Linked DNA regions of Oryctolagus cuniculus: region 2 is linked to region 1. Evidence: chromatin contacts called from public Micro-C data. All regions are on one chromosome and are shown on one strand. Each heading gives the region's core, a stretch centred on a gene start, on an enhancer-like site or on the middle of the called end of the contact. The rest is flanking DNA. Distances are from core to core; before and after follow the strand shown.

Region 1 (7,398 bases), core at 2,667-5,166:
CTCCCCGGGTGTCCCAGGCTGGCCGTCTTCCTCCTCCGGAGCGCCCGTGCCTCCCGTCACCTGGCAGGTGCCCACGTCCCCGCGTTCCCAGCCACTGTCCACTCCAAGCTTTGCGTCTGGACTGGGCTCATTGAATTCGTCCTCCACATCCTGTAATTCACTCTGGTCCTTTGTGGTGGCCCCTAAGGGGGGGAGAAGCCGGGACCGGAGTAAGGAAAACTCGGTCCCATGAGTCTGGGACATGGCCATCGGGGCTAGCGGCACAAGGCCAGAACTCTGGGGTTCTCAGCCCCTACTCACTACTCCTTGCCCTCCCTTGCCACATCCTCCCGAGAGGCTGCTGAGAATAGGAAGGGACGTGAGGGTCTCACCCTTCTCCTATCCCAGAGACGGGGGGTAGAAGTTGGGGCAGTAATGTGGAGTCTTGTCACTGAAATGCTGGCAATGTCATGGGGATTGGGGGGGGGTGTGTGTGGCACAATGGAATATTACTAGGGAATGAAAAGGAATGAAATACTGGCAAGGCTGCAGCATAGATGACCCCTAGCAACTTTATACATAAGAGAAGCTAGACACAGAAGGTCACATATCGCATGATTCCACGGACATGAAACAGGGTGGGCAAAATTTTTTTTTTTTTGACAGGCAGAGTGGACAGTGAGAGAGAGAGACAGAGAGAAAGGTCTTCCTTTGCCGTTGGTTCACCCTCCAATGGCCGCCGCGGCCGGCGCGCTGCGGCCGGCGCACCGCGCTGATCCGATGGCAGGAGCCAGGAGCCAGGTGCTTTTCCTGGTCTCCCATGGGGTGCAGGGCCCAAGCACCTGGGCCATCCTCCACTGCACTCCCTGGCCACAGCAGAGGGCTGGCCTGGAAGAGGGGCAACCGGGACAGAATCCGGCGCCCCGACCGGGACTAGAACCCGGTGTGCCGGCGCCGCTAGGCGGAGGATTAGCCTATTGAGCCGCTGCGCCGGCCTCAGGGTGGGCAAATTTAAAGAAACAAGAAGTGGATCAGGGCTTCTCTTGGAGGAAATGACATGGGGTGACCGCTAATGGGCGCAGGGTTTCTTTTCGGGGTGGCATAAGTGTTCTAGGATAGAGAGAGGCAACAGCACAGATCTGTGAACACACCAAGAACCACGGAACTATGGGATCTATAACTGCCCTTCAAGAAACACATAAACCTTTCTTTTTTGAAAGCGGCTTCCAAGAAAGGAAGACGATCGGCCACACGGCAGGAAGCCGGAATTCACCCCGATGTTCCCGAAATTACCGGGCCACTTCCAGGCCAGCCAACCCCTGCGGCGAGTTCCCTGAGGCTCCTTATAGGGCTGAGGAGAGACGGGCACGTCCTCCACGGAGACCTCCTCCAGCTCTGGTTCGGAATTGTCTGGAAGCCAGGAGAGGGAGGGGACTGGAGCCTCGGGTCCTAGGGGGTTGGAGGCGGCGGCGGCGGCTCAGGACTTGACGGCCCAGGCAGGAGGGAGGAGCGGGTGGGGCCGCAGACGCCTGGGCTTGGTCGGAGCCGTTTTCGGGGGAAGGCGGCCCAGGGGCTGGCGGTTACCTGCTTCCGTCGGCGACAGCAAGGGGCAGCGCTCGCCGCTGCCGTCCCCACCGCAGCCCACGGTGCCCGGCGGACCGTGCGCTTCGGGGAGCAGGTGTGCCTGGAGGAGAGGGTTCCCAAAGCCTGGGACAAGTGCGGCGGCGTCAGTGAACGCACAGGGCTCCAGCACGCGGACCCCCGCACCCGCCGAAACGCCATCCTACGGCTCAAACAGGCACCGCTCCGCGCCTAAACAACCCCATGCCAGGCTCGCACAGCCTCCCCACAAGTTCGCCTCCGAACCGTCCACGCCCCGCCACCAGGCGCCACCTGGCTCCGCGCACCCCGCTCCCGGCCTCGGCTCTCTCCGGCCGCTTCCGGGTTCCCCCAGGCCCCGCCCTCGAGCTCTGCCCAATCACAGGACGCGCTCGGGCACGATCCTCCAATGGCAATGCGCCCCGCCCACGAACCCTCGCCCCATGCTCCCCTTTGGCTTCGCCCAAAGGCCCTGCCAGGCCCCGCCCCCGCGCTCCTATTGGCTCCTCCCCACAGACTGACGTCTCCATCTGAGAGCCCCGGAGCTGCCCTCACGGTGGTCGGCCTTGAAGCGGTCTTCTCGCCGCGACCCTTGCCGGTGCCGCAGAGAAGCGTCAGGATTGGCCTGGACCATGAGCGGCTCCTGGCGCTTCCGGCGTTGCTTCTTCTCGAACAGCCGCCTCTGGAGGGGGCGGGAGCGGGAACCCGCGCTGTTATCAGACGGGAAGACAGGTGTTGGGGGGGGGGCTGGGGAGGGGAGGCCCGCATAGGTGGGCGAACTCGTGACCCCCTGAGTCTCAAGGGTCCAGGCCCTCAGCTCCAAGAGTCCTGGGCACGCAGCCCCTCCTTCCATCGAAATGTAGGGGTCTCCGCACCAGGGTTTGCTTCTCTAGGGTCCCAAGTTCCTATTTCTTATTTCCCAAGTGCAGATGTGAGGTGGGGGCGGGGGAGGGTCCTGGGCAGGGTACCTGCTGTTCCAGCTTCTGCATCCTCAGGGCAGCGAGCTCTTCGGCAAGGGTGCTGGGAGAGACGCAGGCTGGTGTGGGAGCAAGCGGGGCCCTCCCCCTCCCCCCTGCCCTCCCCCCTCCCCGCCTGCCCCCGCCCCACTCGGGTTCTGAGCGGTGAGGTCACAGACCTTGCGGAACCTGAGCCTGCTGCGCCAGATCTCAAGCTTTTTCTGTGTCTGGAATCTGCGTTCTTCCCGTCTCAGGGTCCCCCGTCCCCCCTCACGCCCGGAGGTCTCCCCCGGCAGCCCCCTCTTGGCAGGGCCCAGGAGCCCAGTCCCCAGTCCCCCTGCAAAGCCCCGGATTCTCCACCTGCTAGGTTACGGGGCCGGACCCGAGTGCCGGGGAGGCATAATCAAGTCTCAGATGAACTCCACTAGCGCCCGCACCCCGCGCCCCGACAGCTTGGTTCCACACTCACCCGTTCTTACACGTGCTATTTTCCTGAGACATCCTGGAGAGGCGAGAACAAGCGGTCAGAACGCAGACCCAGCCTCCCAGCAGCCCTTGCCCTCCCGACCTGACCTTAAGCCCGGGCAGCCTGGGTCCTGCAGCAGGACTGACGGCCAGCTGTTCCGACTCCTTCACTGGGGGGGGGGGGGGGGGGGGCAGGGAGCCCGACTCTCTCTACGCCTGCAGCTCGGGGCCCCGGGCTGCAAACCCCTGCGCAGGTCCCACCTACCTGGGATTTTGAAGACTCTCTTCCGCTTTGGCGGGGACGGGCTACTCATATTCACACCTCAGGGCCTTGCCTCTGGAGGCCATGTTAAAGCACACCTAACTCTTTGAGAGCTGGGGACTAATCTCGGGTTCTCTGGGAAGCAGGCAGGAGGAGAACAAAGGGCTCAGAGGTAGAGAGCGTGCCTCTTGGGGCCTATCCTAATCTCTTCTCTCCCTGTCCCCTACACTCACTTCCAACAAAGCAGTGACCTCTGGCCAGCCCTGCAGCTAGGCAACCCCGGGGTTCTGAATCGGAATGGCACGTAAGTGTTCCTTAAAGGGGCCTGAGAGAAGCGGCGGCCGCAAAGTCTCCTCCATGTGTCTCCTTTTATAAGGAGCTTATAAGTCTGCTCGGTTGCTACGGAGCTGCACCTCGCAGGTGCTTCTTGGGCGCGAAAACAAATAGTCAAAGTACGACTCCCAGGAGGCGAAGGGGCCAAGACGTCGGCGGAAGTGACTCATTTCCGCCGCTCCCGCCCAGGGCCTGCAGGGAGTTGTAGTTCTCTTCGGGAAAGTGTCCTACATGGCAGGAAGCGCAGCATCAGGAGGCGGGGCTTCTGAGAAAGCAAGCGAAGCTGTCGGGGGATAGGGGCGGGACTTCGGCAAGGGGCGAGGCCAGGAGGCGTGACGAGAGCGCCCGGAGCCAGCGTGGACCAATCAGGGTCCTGGGGGCGGGATCTCCGGGCAGATGGGCGTGGCCTAGGGGGGAAATCACTGAGCGAGCCCCTGAGGTCCTGGCCCGGGAAAACGCCCTCTGCGGCGAGGACGAGGTGAGGGCCGCGGCCCAGGCTCCGGGGTCCTAGGGGGAGGACGGGGCCGCGATGCCGGAGAACGGGGTCCCGGGGGAGGCTGGGCCGGTGCCAGGGCTTCCGGGTCCTGGGAGAGAGGAGGCGCGGAGCCTGGACTCCGGGGTCTGGGGGAGGAACGGCCGGGGTCTGGGGTGTCCGAGCGCGAGGGAAGAGGGCGCTGGGGGCCGGGACTCCCGAGTCCCTGGGGCGGAGGAAGCGGGGACTTGCAGGTGTGGACCCCCGGGTGCCGGGTCACGAAACGCGTTGAGTCCGGACTCCCGGGGGTGGGGGCCGCACGGGGGGCCGGACCCCAGGGGACTGAGCTGGGAGGCGGCTGGGGGTCTGCATTTTCCACCTCGCTGCCCCTCGCAGACCGGCCGCCATGCCGCCCCGTGGGCCGCGCAGAGCCCTGCTGCTGCTGCTGCTGTTGCACGCTGCGGGCGCCGTGCCGCTGGAGCGGGGGTCCCCCCGCCAGGACGAGAGCCCCGCCACCGAGAGTCCCGTGAGTGGCCCGCCTTGCGCGCTGCAGCCCTCGGCGCCCCCGGGGCGACCTGAGCCCAAGGTTGCGGCTGTGGCCCGCCTGCCGTTCTCTTCGCAACACTGGGGTCTGGGGCTCAGTTAAAAACTGGGGTGCCCCCCACTTGAAAATCAGGCCAGATGCTAAGTTTACAAAGCACCCCTGTCCACCTAAGCCTCTCTCGCTTTAAGAGCCTTGCCACCCGAGAAGAAACGAGAAATTAAAGGAAAACTACATCTCCCAGGAGCACCGGGAGCGGCTGATGATAGGCAGAGGCGTCCTAACTTCACGGAGCTCCAGGCGTTGGGGTTTGAACGGAAGAAAGGGCCCCTGAGCTGCGCACTAATCCCAACAGCTGTCTGTCAAATCCCACCAGACTTAGTGCTTCGCAACATTTACTTATTCATTTATTTATTTGCAAGGCAGGATTTCAGAGAGAGGACAAGGAGAGGGAGGGAGAGCAGGCATCTTCCACCTGCTGGTTCACTCCCCAAATGCCTGGAGGAAGCCTGGAGCTCCATCCGGGTCTCCCGCGCGGGTGCAGGGGCCCGAGCACTTGGCCCATCTTCCGCTGCCTTCCCTGGCGCATTAGCAGGGAGCTGGATGGGAAGTGGAACAGCTGGGACTTGAACCGGTGTCCGTATGGGATGGCGACATCCAGGCTGTGTCTGATAGGCGCCAATCCCTCGTGGCTGCCTTTGGCTTCCCGCTACTGCGCGCCCTGGGAGCTGGGACCACGCAGGGCGACGGCTCAAGCCGTTGGGCCCCTGCCACCCACGCGGGAGACCCGGATGGAGCTCCTGGCCCCGCAGCCCCCAGCCCCAGCCTGTTGTGGGCATGTGGGGAGTGCATCAGCCAATGAGAACTCTCTCAAAAAACTCAGTGAACTGCTAGATGGGTGGTTGAACGGAAGCTTGTGTCACTGCTTCCCAGCAAAATTCCGTCCACCCCAGCACGCACTCCGTGGGGGTGCCGGGCTGGGCGCCCCTCGATTTCCATCGCAAATCCCCCCCGGACTTGGGAGGAGGTGAAAACCAGCCCTCGGGTCAGGGTTACACCGTGAGTGGGATTGGAACCCGGAGTCCTCGTGCCCCACAGCAGGCCCCCTGCTGTCCTGGCCCCCAGCCCCATCGTCAGTCCTCCGGGGCAGCAGGGCCGCGGTCCTGCCTACAGGAAGGCGCTGCAGAGGGCGGGGCGATGGCTGCGTGTCTGTCCTTGTCACCCAGGACACCGGGCTGTACTACCACCGGTACCTGCAGGAGGTCATCAACGTGCTGGAGACGGACGGTCACTTCCGGGACAAGCTGCAGGCCGCCAACGCCGAGGACATCAAGGTGAGGGCAGGGGACGCAGGCCCTGCGGTGCCAGCTGAGCCCGCGGTGTGGGGGGCCTCTCGGCGGGAGAGGGCTCTGGGGAACCCGCGCTTAGCACGCGGAATTCATTCAAAACATGAGCCGCGCTGGGATCCCCTGCGTCGTCGCCGACTCCCGTGTGGGGGCCGAGGGTGCACCGTGCACGGGCTTCGCTCGCCGCTGTTAGCAATGTCCATCTCTGGGGTCACCTGGTCTTGCTGTCTCTGGCAGGCCACGCCCCCTGTGTGTGAGCCCACACCCCATGAGTGCAGCTGCAGCCCAGCGTGCGAGGCGACGGGAGGCGCGGTGCAGAGGGCGCAGGGCCCGGACCTGAGGGGCTGCGCCTTGTCCTGTGGGCTCGCAGTAGCGGGGCAGGGCAGGCGGAGGAGCCCGCCCGGCCTTTCAGGCTGACCCCTCGCTCCCTGCAGAGCGGGAAACTGAGCCGAGAGCTGGACTTCGTCAGCCACCACGTGCGCACCAAGCTGGATGAGCTCAAGAGGCAGGAGGTGTCTCGGCTGCGGATGCTGCTCAAGGCCAAGATGGACGCGGAGCAGGAGCCCAGTGAGTGGGCGGGGCGGGGCCTCCGCGGGTGGGCGGGGCCGCGGGTGGGCGGGGCCTCCCGGCCCTGTAAGGTGCCTGTTCTTCCCAGCTCAGCTCAGCGCTCACGGTGCCCTCTCGTCTGTCTTCTGTTTCCCTATTTTAAATTTTAAACCTCATTATCATATTTAAAGCGATTTATTTATTTGAAAGGCAGAGTTACAGAGGGGCAGAGGCAGAGAGAGGGAGAGGTCTTCCGTCCCCTGGGTCACTCCCGAGTTGGCCGCAATGGCCGGAGCTGAGCCTCTCTGAAGCCGGGTCTCCCACGCGGGTGCAGGGGCCCAAGCCCTGGGCTCCGTCATCCGCTGCTTCCTCGGGGGCCTAGCAGGGAGCTGGAGCGGAAGTGGAGCAGCCGGGACTCGAACCTGGGACGCCGCCGTCGCAGGGGGCAGCTCCACCTGCTGTGCCACGGGGCCGGTGCCTGGCGTCGCCCTCGGCCATCTCGTCGCGCTTTGCCGTCGTTAGTTCTCCTGGCCCTCTCACAGGGAGCCTTGGGGGGCACAGGGGCTCCTCCCCCGGGAGCCCGGGAGCCTGTCCCCATCTCAGAGCCTCAGCCGGGCCTCGTCTGCCAGGCCCATTTCACACCCGAGGTCGCGCAGCCGCAGGGCGCAGGGGTTGGGCCGTGGACGTCTTTGGGGAGCTGGCCGGCGGTCCAAAGTCTGTGCCGGCCTCTGGGGCCCAGGTTCACCACGGTCCCGCGGGCGCCCTCTGCTGGGCTGTGGCGCCCTCGTCACCCCAGCGCGGCTCACTGAGTGCAGAGTCTCCTGCACGCGGGACCTCCACTGGCCTTGGCCTCCGTGGCCGCGACGCCGTCCTGGCTCCCAAGGGTGCAGGCTCTGTCA
Region 2 (7,398 bases), core at 1,673-4,172, 160 kb before region 1:
GGGCGGCGGCGCTGAGGTTGCCGTAGAGCTCCTGGTTGAAGTGGATGAGCTGCACCTGCGGAGGAGGGGCGCACAGGGCGTGGGGTCCCCCGGCGGAAGGGGAGCAGAGAACTGGCTCCACCTCTGGGGCCCCCCAGGCTGGGGTAGGGTGAGCGCTCCGGGGGCGGGGCGGCAGGGGCCCCACCTCGGCAGAGAAGCCCTCGTGGTTGATCTGGTGCTCGGAGCCAGCTCCGTCGCGTGCTCCAAACAGCAGGCGCAGTTCACTGAGCCGATGGCTGTAGAGCAGGGGGCCCCCGGACACGTTGACCACGGGCCGGGGCGCGGGCAGGAAGGAGACGTGGCGGCCAGTGTTGTACAGGGTTCCCCGGAGCTGTGGGAGAGGCGCACGCGCTCAGGGGGGCCCGTGTCCCCGAGGTTTCTCAAAGTCCAACAGCCACTCAGTCAACCTGCAGGCTCTGTGCTGCCCCGGGGCAGCCGCTTAGTACCCGTCCTGATGATTGACAGGTAAGACCGGAGCGGAGGCCAGGCACAGAGCCGTGGGTGCGCGTGAGCGTGCGTGAGCGAGGGGGACTGTCCTTGTGCACCTTGCAAGTAACTGCTTGATTCATCACACCCTGCGCTCAGGCTGGGAGGGGACCCCAGCTTGTGGTTGAAGGGGGTCAGGAAAGTGTTGCCTGTGGAGGTGACATTCGAATGGAGACCTGGAGTGTAGGCGGGGGCGGGCATTGCAGGACAAGGGAATGGCGAGTGCAAAGGCCTGAGGTGACCCGCCGGGGGGGGGGGGCACGTCCAGTGTACAAAGGAGAGAGTGGCCACGTGGTGCAGGGCGTTGTGGACAATGAGGGAGAAAGCTGCATTTTTATATAAATAAGCAGTGTGCAGGATGCCGAGCCTCTGTAGGAACTGTGTCAGTGTTTGCCATCACCTACCCGGATGGCAGGATCCGGGGTGTGTCCGGAACAAGTCTGCCGTGAGGTGCAGAGTGAATCACCAGGGGCAGGGAGGCAGGTTAGCAAGGAGCAGGCTAGGGGAGGCCATGGTGCCCGCATGCACTGCAAGTGGGGGAGAGGGGGTGCGGGGTGGGAGTGGCTGGGCGGCTCAGTGCAGGGCCATGCCGGCTCCTGCGTGAACACTGGGACCACGCTCCCTGGTTTGAATCCCAGTGCTGGCACTCTAGCTGGGTGGGCCCGGGCAAGGAACTCAACCTCTCTGTGCCTCCGTCTCTGCATCGTAAAATAAGGGTGAAGTCACAGCCCCCATTCCAAGGACGATTAAAGGGTTTAGCCCGAATTTAAAGCTGCCTGGCACAGAAACCGTTCTATGTTCCATTGCCTCTACAGAGATGGGGCGGCCAGGGAGCTTCTCTCCGGCAGTGGGCACCTCTCCTTCCCCTAGCGCCACACCCCCAGACCCCTCCCCTGCAAACCCACACCCAGCGGCCGCGGGAGCCCCGCCCTTACCTTCTCTCCCCCGGTGCTGAGCCTCAGCGGGGGCAGGAAGGGGTCGTAAAGGACCCTCTTCAGCTCCACATCCACGGGGCTTTGCCGCTTCCCCACGGCGCACAGACTCCAGGCCGCGTTCACCAGGCCCCAGAAGGGAGGTCCTGGGGTCAGAGAAGGGAAGGAAGGGACATGGCAGGTGGAGCCCCACGCAGGGGGGGTCTGCTGAGGGGGCTGCGGCTTGGACTTTCCAGTCCCAGGGGAGGAGGGGCTGGGCCTGAGGTGGGGGAGGGGCTGGGATCCAGCACCCTGGGCCCTGGAAGACTCTTGCAATAGTCCTAAGACTCGCCCCTCACCCCCAACATCTCCTTGATCCAACCCGGCTTATGTGATCATGGAAGGCACTACAGCTCCCAGAAGGCACCAGCACGGCAGGCCTGCCCATCCACTGTGTGCCGCCCCAGAGCCCCATGGGAGTTGTAGTTCTTTGCGCCTCATCCCACAGCTGGGTAATGAAGGTACCGGGGAGAGAAGTTAGAAGACAGAGGGCTGGAGGGGGCGGGTCCCAGCAGGAGCCAGGACCTGCCTGTCGCCGCAGACACACAGACTGTCCACCTCCACACTTTTCTTTCCTTCCACTCACTCCCACTCACTACTTGAAATGCGCATGTATAATGTCCCATGGTGAGCCGCTGGGGTTCAGAGGCTGGCTGGACTCCTGAGGGAGGGAGGAGGGGGCTGGGGCTCCCGGTCCTGGGGGCGGGAAGAGGGGGCTGGGGACCCGGACTCCTGAGTCTGGGAGGGGGCGGACTGCTGGGTCCCCGCCGGCTGCACCTGGCACGAAGTTTCCCTGGAGATTATCCTTGTAGCTCCACCAGTCGTCCGGGTCAGGTGCGGGTCCGATGCGAGCTGGGAAGAGAGCGACCTGAACCCCTCTTCTGGGCGCCCCCGCCCCTCCCCCAGGGGCTCGGACCCCCAGGTCTTACCTGCCGCCCCCAGCGCGGCCCAGAGTACCAGCGCGCGCGGGGCGCTCAGACGAGCCGCCGCCCCCATCCCCACAAGGCCCGGCCGCGACCCCTTCCCGGCACCCTGGCCCCCTCAGCTCCTCCCTCCCCTCTCTCTGGGACCCTGCACCTCCAGGACTTCCAGCCTTCCCGTCTGGCCCGCAGGGAGCCCCGAGGGCAGCTGGGGATCGAGACCCCCACCCCCACCCCCAGCCACTCCGTCCCTGCTCCCTTCCTCTGCCTCGCCTCCTGCCTCTCCTCTGCCCCCAGCCCTGCAGCCTCCCGCACCCTCTCCCCGCCTTCTGCCCGCCCCGGGGGTCCCCTCTCGGCTGCTAGCGCACACCCCCGGCGCGGCTCCTCTTTCATCCGGCTCTCCCGAGCCCCCTAACTCCGCGCCTCCATCCTGCCTCCCTCTCCCCGCTCTCTCCCGCGCTCCCTCGCCGCCTCCCGCCGCTCCTCGGCTCTCCTCTCCCGGCCCTGCCTCCCGCCTCCCCCTCCTCTCTTCTCTCCGCCAGGAGCTTGGTGTTATTTTTTATTTATTTATTTTTTTGTGGTCGGGGCGGGGGGTGCAGATCGCTCAGCAGCCGACAGTTCTCAGGCAGGTGGGGGGCGCGCCAGGGGCAGGCCGGGGGTCGGCCCCGGAGCCGCGGGGGCGGGGTGGCCGGGACACCTGGGGCCGCGAGCTGGCCGCTCCCGTCCTCTGCAGAAAGCGGGAGGGGGCGCTTAAGGTGGAGCTGGGAAGAGTATTCGGAAGTCGGGGCGCTCGGGCCGCCGCCCTCGGAGGGTCCGGGGTTCCCCCCGCCCGCGGCGGCCCGGGAGGGACCCGCCCCGGCGCCCGCAGCCCCCCGCGCGCGGCGCAGCTCGGTCCTCCGCCAGAGGCGGCCTTAACGCGGCCAGGGGATCCCCTGGGAGCGCGGGGTGCGGTGAGGGCCGCTGACCGGGAGAGGGAGGCAGAGACCGGGCGAGGGAGCGAGGGGCGGGGACGCGGAGCCGGGAGCCCGAGACCACCGCGCCGCGGCGGGGGCAGAGGCGCGTCGGAGGTGGGGGAGACCGGGAGAGGCGCGCCGGGAGCTGCAGGCCGGGAGACCAGAGACCCGCACAGAGCACAGCAGCTATAAATAGAGCCTCCCATGCAGAGAGAGAGAGAGAGAGAGAGGCAGAGAGGGAGAGAGATGGAGAGAGGCAGAGAGAGGGAGCGAGGCCCGGAAGCATAGCACGGAGGGGCCGGCGGCATTGGGAGGGGCAGGCTGGAAACGGAGGTCCAGAGACCCCCAGCGGGGAAGAGACGGAGACTCGGACAGAGCACCCAGGAGGGACGGGGTGTTGCCACCCTGCATCCGGGGTCGGGTGGGCGGTTTGGGGGTGGCCCTCGGCTACCTTGCTGGCCAGGGCTGCAGGCCTGAGTCACTGAACCTGGCCCACACTCCCAGGGAGGGGCATCAAAGAATGTGCAGGCTGATTTCTACATTATGTATTTATTAGAGTCCTCATCTCTGATTCACTCCTCCAAATGCCCACGGCGGGCGGTAGCTGGGCCTGCATCGGCCAGAACCAACGCACCCGGATTAGGGGTGCAGGCTTCCTGACCCAGGCCTTGACCCCTGGCCCTAGTGCCTGCTGGTGGATTTATTCTAAAACCACTGATGGGGAGAACAAGAGAGAGGCGGCCCCTTTAAGAACCCCATGAGGCTTTGAGGTCAGCAGGACTCTCACCTGTGCAGACTGGGGAGCCCCGGAGACCAGAGAGGAACCAGACACTGAGTGCAGAGCAGGGATCGTCCACAAACTCCCTTCCGTCCCAAGAACGGTCTCTGCCCAGTTCGGTGGAGGCTGTTGCCGACCCATTTCACAGGTGAGCAAACCGAGTCTCCAAGGGCATAAGTGACTTGCCTGCCCAGAGCTATCCAGCTAGGACGTGGTGGGACGGGGAACACCAAGCCGAGAGACGTGGTGAAAACACGGCAGACACATTCCAGGGGACTTCAAAAAGTTCCGGGGAAGTGGAATTAAAAAGTTAAACACAAACAAATCCACCAAATGAAATATGAAATATTTTGTTCTTCAAAAAGTTCATGGAAACTGTGTAGTATGGAAATGCTACATGAAATCTTTTAGCTTCATTGCTCTTTTTTTTTTTTTTTTTAATATTTATTGGGGCCAGTGCTGTGGTGCAGCTGGTAAAACCGCCACCTGCAGTGCCAGCATCCCATATGGGCGCCAGTTCCAGTCCTGGCTATTCCTCTTCTGATCCAGCTCTCTGCTATGGCCTGGGAAAGCAGTAGAAGATGGTCCAAGTCCTTGGGCCCCTGCACCTGCGTGGGAGACCTGGAAGAAGCTCCTGGCTCCTGGCTTCAGATCGGCACAGCTCTGGCTGTTGCAGCCATCTGGGGAGTGAACCAGCAGATGGAAGACCTCTCTCTCTGTCTCCGCCTCTCTCTCTCTCTCTCTCTCTCTCTCTCTCTGACTCTCCCTCTCTCTCTGTGTAACTCTAACTTTCAAATAAATTAATTTAAATAAATAAATATTTATTTGAAAGGCAGAGTCACAGAGAGAGATGTAAGGAGATCTAGCCAGATGGCTGTAGTAGCCAGGACTGGACCAGGCCACAGCCAGGAGCCAGGCTCTCCATCATGGTCTCCCATGCGGGTGCAGGGGCCCAAGCACTCGGGCCATCTTCCGGCTGCTTCCCCAGGCCATTAGCAGGGAGCTGGGTGGGAGGTGGGGCAGACAGGACAGGCACCGGCGCCCATAGGGGATGCCGGCATCGCAGGCAGTGGCTCGACCCGCCACGCTACAGCTCCCTGGCAGGAGGGTCTTAGCAGATGTGGTGAACGTGGTAATGAGATCAGCCTGCATTCGCTGGCAGACCCCAGACCCCAGACAAGAGAAAGATGGAGGGCGAGTGGAGACAGAGGAGGAGGAGAGAGAAGTGAGGCGGCCACGAGCCCAGGACTGCAGGAAGCCCCAGGAAGGATTCTCCCCTGGAGCGTTTGGAGAGAGCAGGTCCCTGCCAGCGCCGTGGTCTTGGACGCACAGCCTGCACGCGGTGACACCGCCGTACACTGCTACCGCTTTTTTTTTTTTTTGAAAGGCAGAGTGGACAGTGAGAGAGAGAGAGACAGAGAGAAAGGTCTTCCTTTTGCCGTTGGTTCACCCTCCAATGGCCACCAAGGCCGGCGCACCGCGCTGATCCGAAGCCAGGAGCCAGGTGCTTCTCCTGGTCTCCCATGGGGTGCAGGGCCCAAGCACTTGGGCCATCCTCCACTGCACTCCCTGGCCACAGCAGAGAGCTGGCCTGGAAGAGGGGCAACCGGGACAGAATCCGGCGCCCCGACCGGGACTAGAACCCGGGGTGCCAGCACCGCAAGGCGGAGGATTAGCCTAGTGAGCCGCGGAGCCGGCCTTACTGCCGCTGCTTTTAGCACAGCGGGAGGCAGAAGGAGCTGGGGGTGCTGAGAGGGCAGGAGCAGGCTCATCCTCCACAGGGAAGCCTCCCCGGGCTGCCTCCAGAAAACACGTGTCACCAGAGAGGACAGGCGCCCAGGCTTGCCCCCCATGTCCCCAGCATTACCCCACACAGGAGTCCTCAGGAGAGAGACCCACTGTGACTGCGTGACGTTCTCTGCAGAGATGCAGGCCCTGCCATGTGTCTGGGGAGACTACTTGAATTTCTGCAGTGCCCGCCTCCTCCGGGAAGCCTTCCTTGACTTCCCAGGCTGGGCCAGGTGCCTCCGTGATTACACGGCACACCAAACACAGTGGCTCCCAGATGTCTGCTGCCCACGCTCCCACACTGGGCAAGTCCCCATGTGACGGAGGGAGGTCTGCGGGCCGGCATGTCCAGGTGACGCCAGAACATGCTGAATGAATGAAGCGAAAATACGGGGGCCGCAGCGTTCGCAGAGGCAGAAACACTGCTAAGGAGGGAGGTTGGCGGGCGCTTCCCGGGGCCAGGGCGGTGGTGCAGCGGTCAAGCCGCCGCTCGCTCGGGACTCCCACGCCCCCCTCTGGAGCGCCCGTTACTCCATGTCCGATCCAGCTCCCTGCTCGCGCGCCTGGGAAAGCAGCGGAAGACGGCCCAGGTGCTGGGGCCCCTGCCCCGTACCTGGGAGACCCCCATGGGGTGCCAGACTCCTGGCTTCAGCCTGCCTGTTGGGGGGTGCATAGGGGAGTGAACCATTGGATGGAAGACCTCCCCTTGTCTCCCCCCAACTCTGCCTTTCAGATAAATAAATAAATATTGACAAAAAAAAAAAAAAAAAAAAAAAAAAAAACCTCTTCCTTGTGTGGGTGACATTTAACTGCCTGCCTGTGTCTCTGTAATCCCAGGGGGCCCAGCACTTGTCCTCTTCCTCCTGCCCCCCCGGCTCCCCCTCCAATCTTCTTCCCCTTTCCCTCTGCCCCCCAACCCAGAGCCGACCCCGCCGGGGCCGTGGCTCCCTGGCAGCCCTGCGCCAGGTCCCCAGCCCTCGGCCTTTCCCGTCAGGACCAAGCCCCACTGGGTCCTTCAGGGTCCACGTCTTTCAGGACCCTCCCCGGGCTCCCCGGGGGAGCCAGGCCTTGGTGACTCCTCCCCAGCTCATGCATCTCCCATGGCTCCCCAGTGCGCCTGGGACTAAGACCAGGCCCTCAGCCTGGCCTTGAAGATCCCACCTGCCCTGGCCTTGCCCGGCCCCCTCTTCCCCTGCCCCAGCACGCCTCCCGGCCCCCTCTTCCCTTTGTCTGGGCTCCTCACAGCTCCCCGTTCTTTGCTGGGCCAATTCCCCTTCTGTGTGCTGCAGGAGGGCACCGGGCGGTGCCGGAGGTGGGCTGGGGCCTCCTCTGAGCCCCGGAGGCCACCTGTGCCGCTGCCATTAGTGACTGGGCTCAGTGCCCGGAGGGGAGGGGCCGGCCAGGCCGGAGGTGGGGCCCAGATGTGGATTTCACGCCAATTCGTTTCGGGCGCTGGGAAGAAA

Evidence for each region. Hi-C and Micro-C count contacts between places; a contact is called where the count stands out from the background.
Region 2: a contact with region 1 is called in a Micro-C map of ear pinna, with 7 times the contacts expected there. The contact joins the promoter of CA11 here to the promoter of NUCB1 in region 1. A contact is called at or near these places in 3 of 6 Hi-C or Micro-C datasets (ear pinna, psoas muscle and an unstated tissue).

The regions. Positions count from the first base shown.
Region 1 is chr18:8,325,579-8,332,976 of mOryCun1.1, reverse strand. It overlaps NUCB1 (nucleobindin 1), which reads left to right and starts at 3,916. Exons shown (of 13, transcript XM_051828815.2): 1 at 3,916-4,072; 2 at 4,463-4,592; 3 at 5,834-5,941; 4 at 6,388-6,520. The coding sequence starts at 4,473. It overlaps TULP2 (TUB like protein 2), which reads right to left and starts at 3,707. Exons shown (of 11, transcript XM_051828758.2): 1 at 3,265-3,707; 2 at 3,004-3,036; 3 at 2,547-2,598; 4 at 2,134-2,260; 5 at 61-182. The coding sequence starts at 3,035.
Region 2 is chr18:8,484,211-8,491,608 of mOryCun1.1, reverse strand. It overlaps CA11 (carbonic anhydrase 11), which reads right to left and starts at 2,922. Exons shown (of 8, transcript XM_070063136.1): 1 at 2,426-2,922; 2 at 2,274-2,348; 3 at 1,461-1,603; 4 at 185-370; 5 at 1-55. The coding sequence starts at 2,492. LOC138846659 (a long non-coding RNA gene) reads left to right here and starts at 3,122. Exons shown (of 2, transcript XR_011384194.1): 1 at 3,122-4,295; 2 at 4,605-4,965.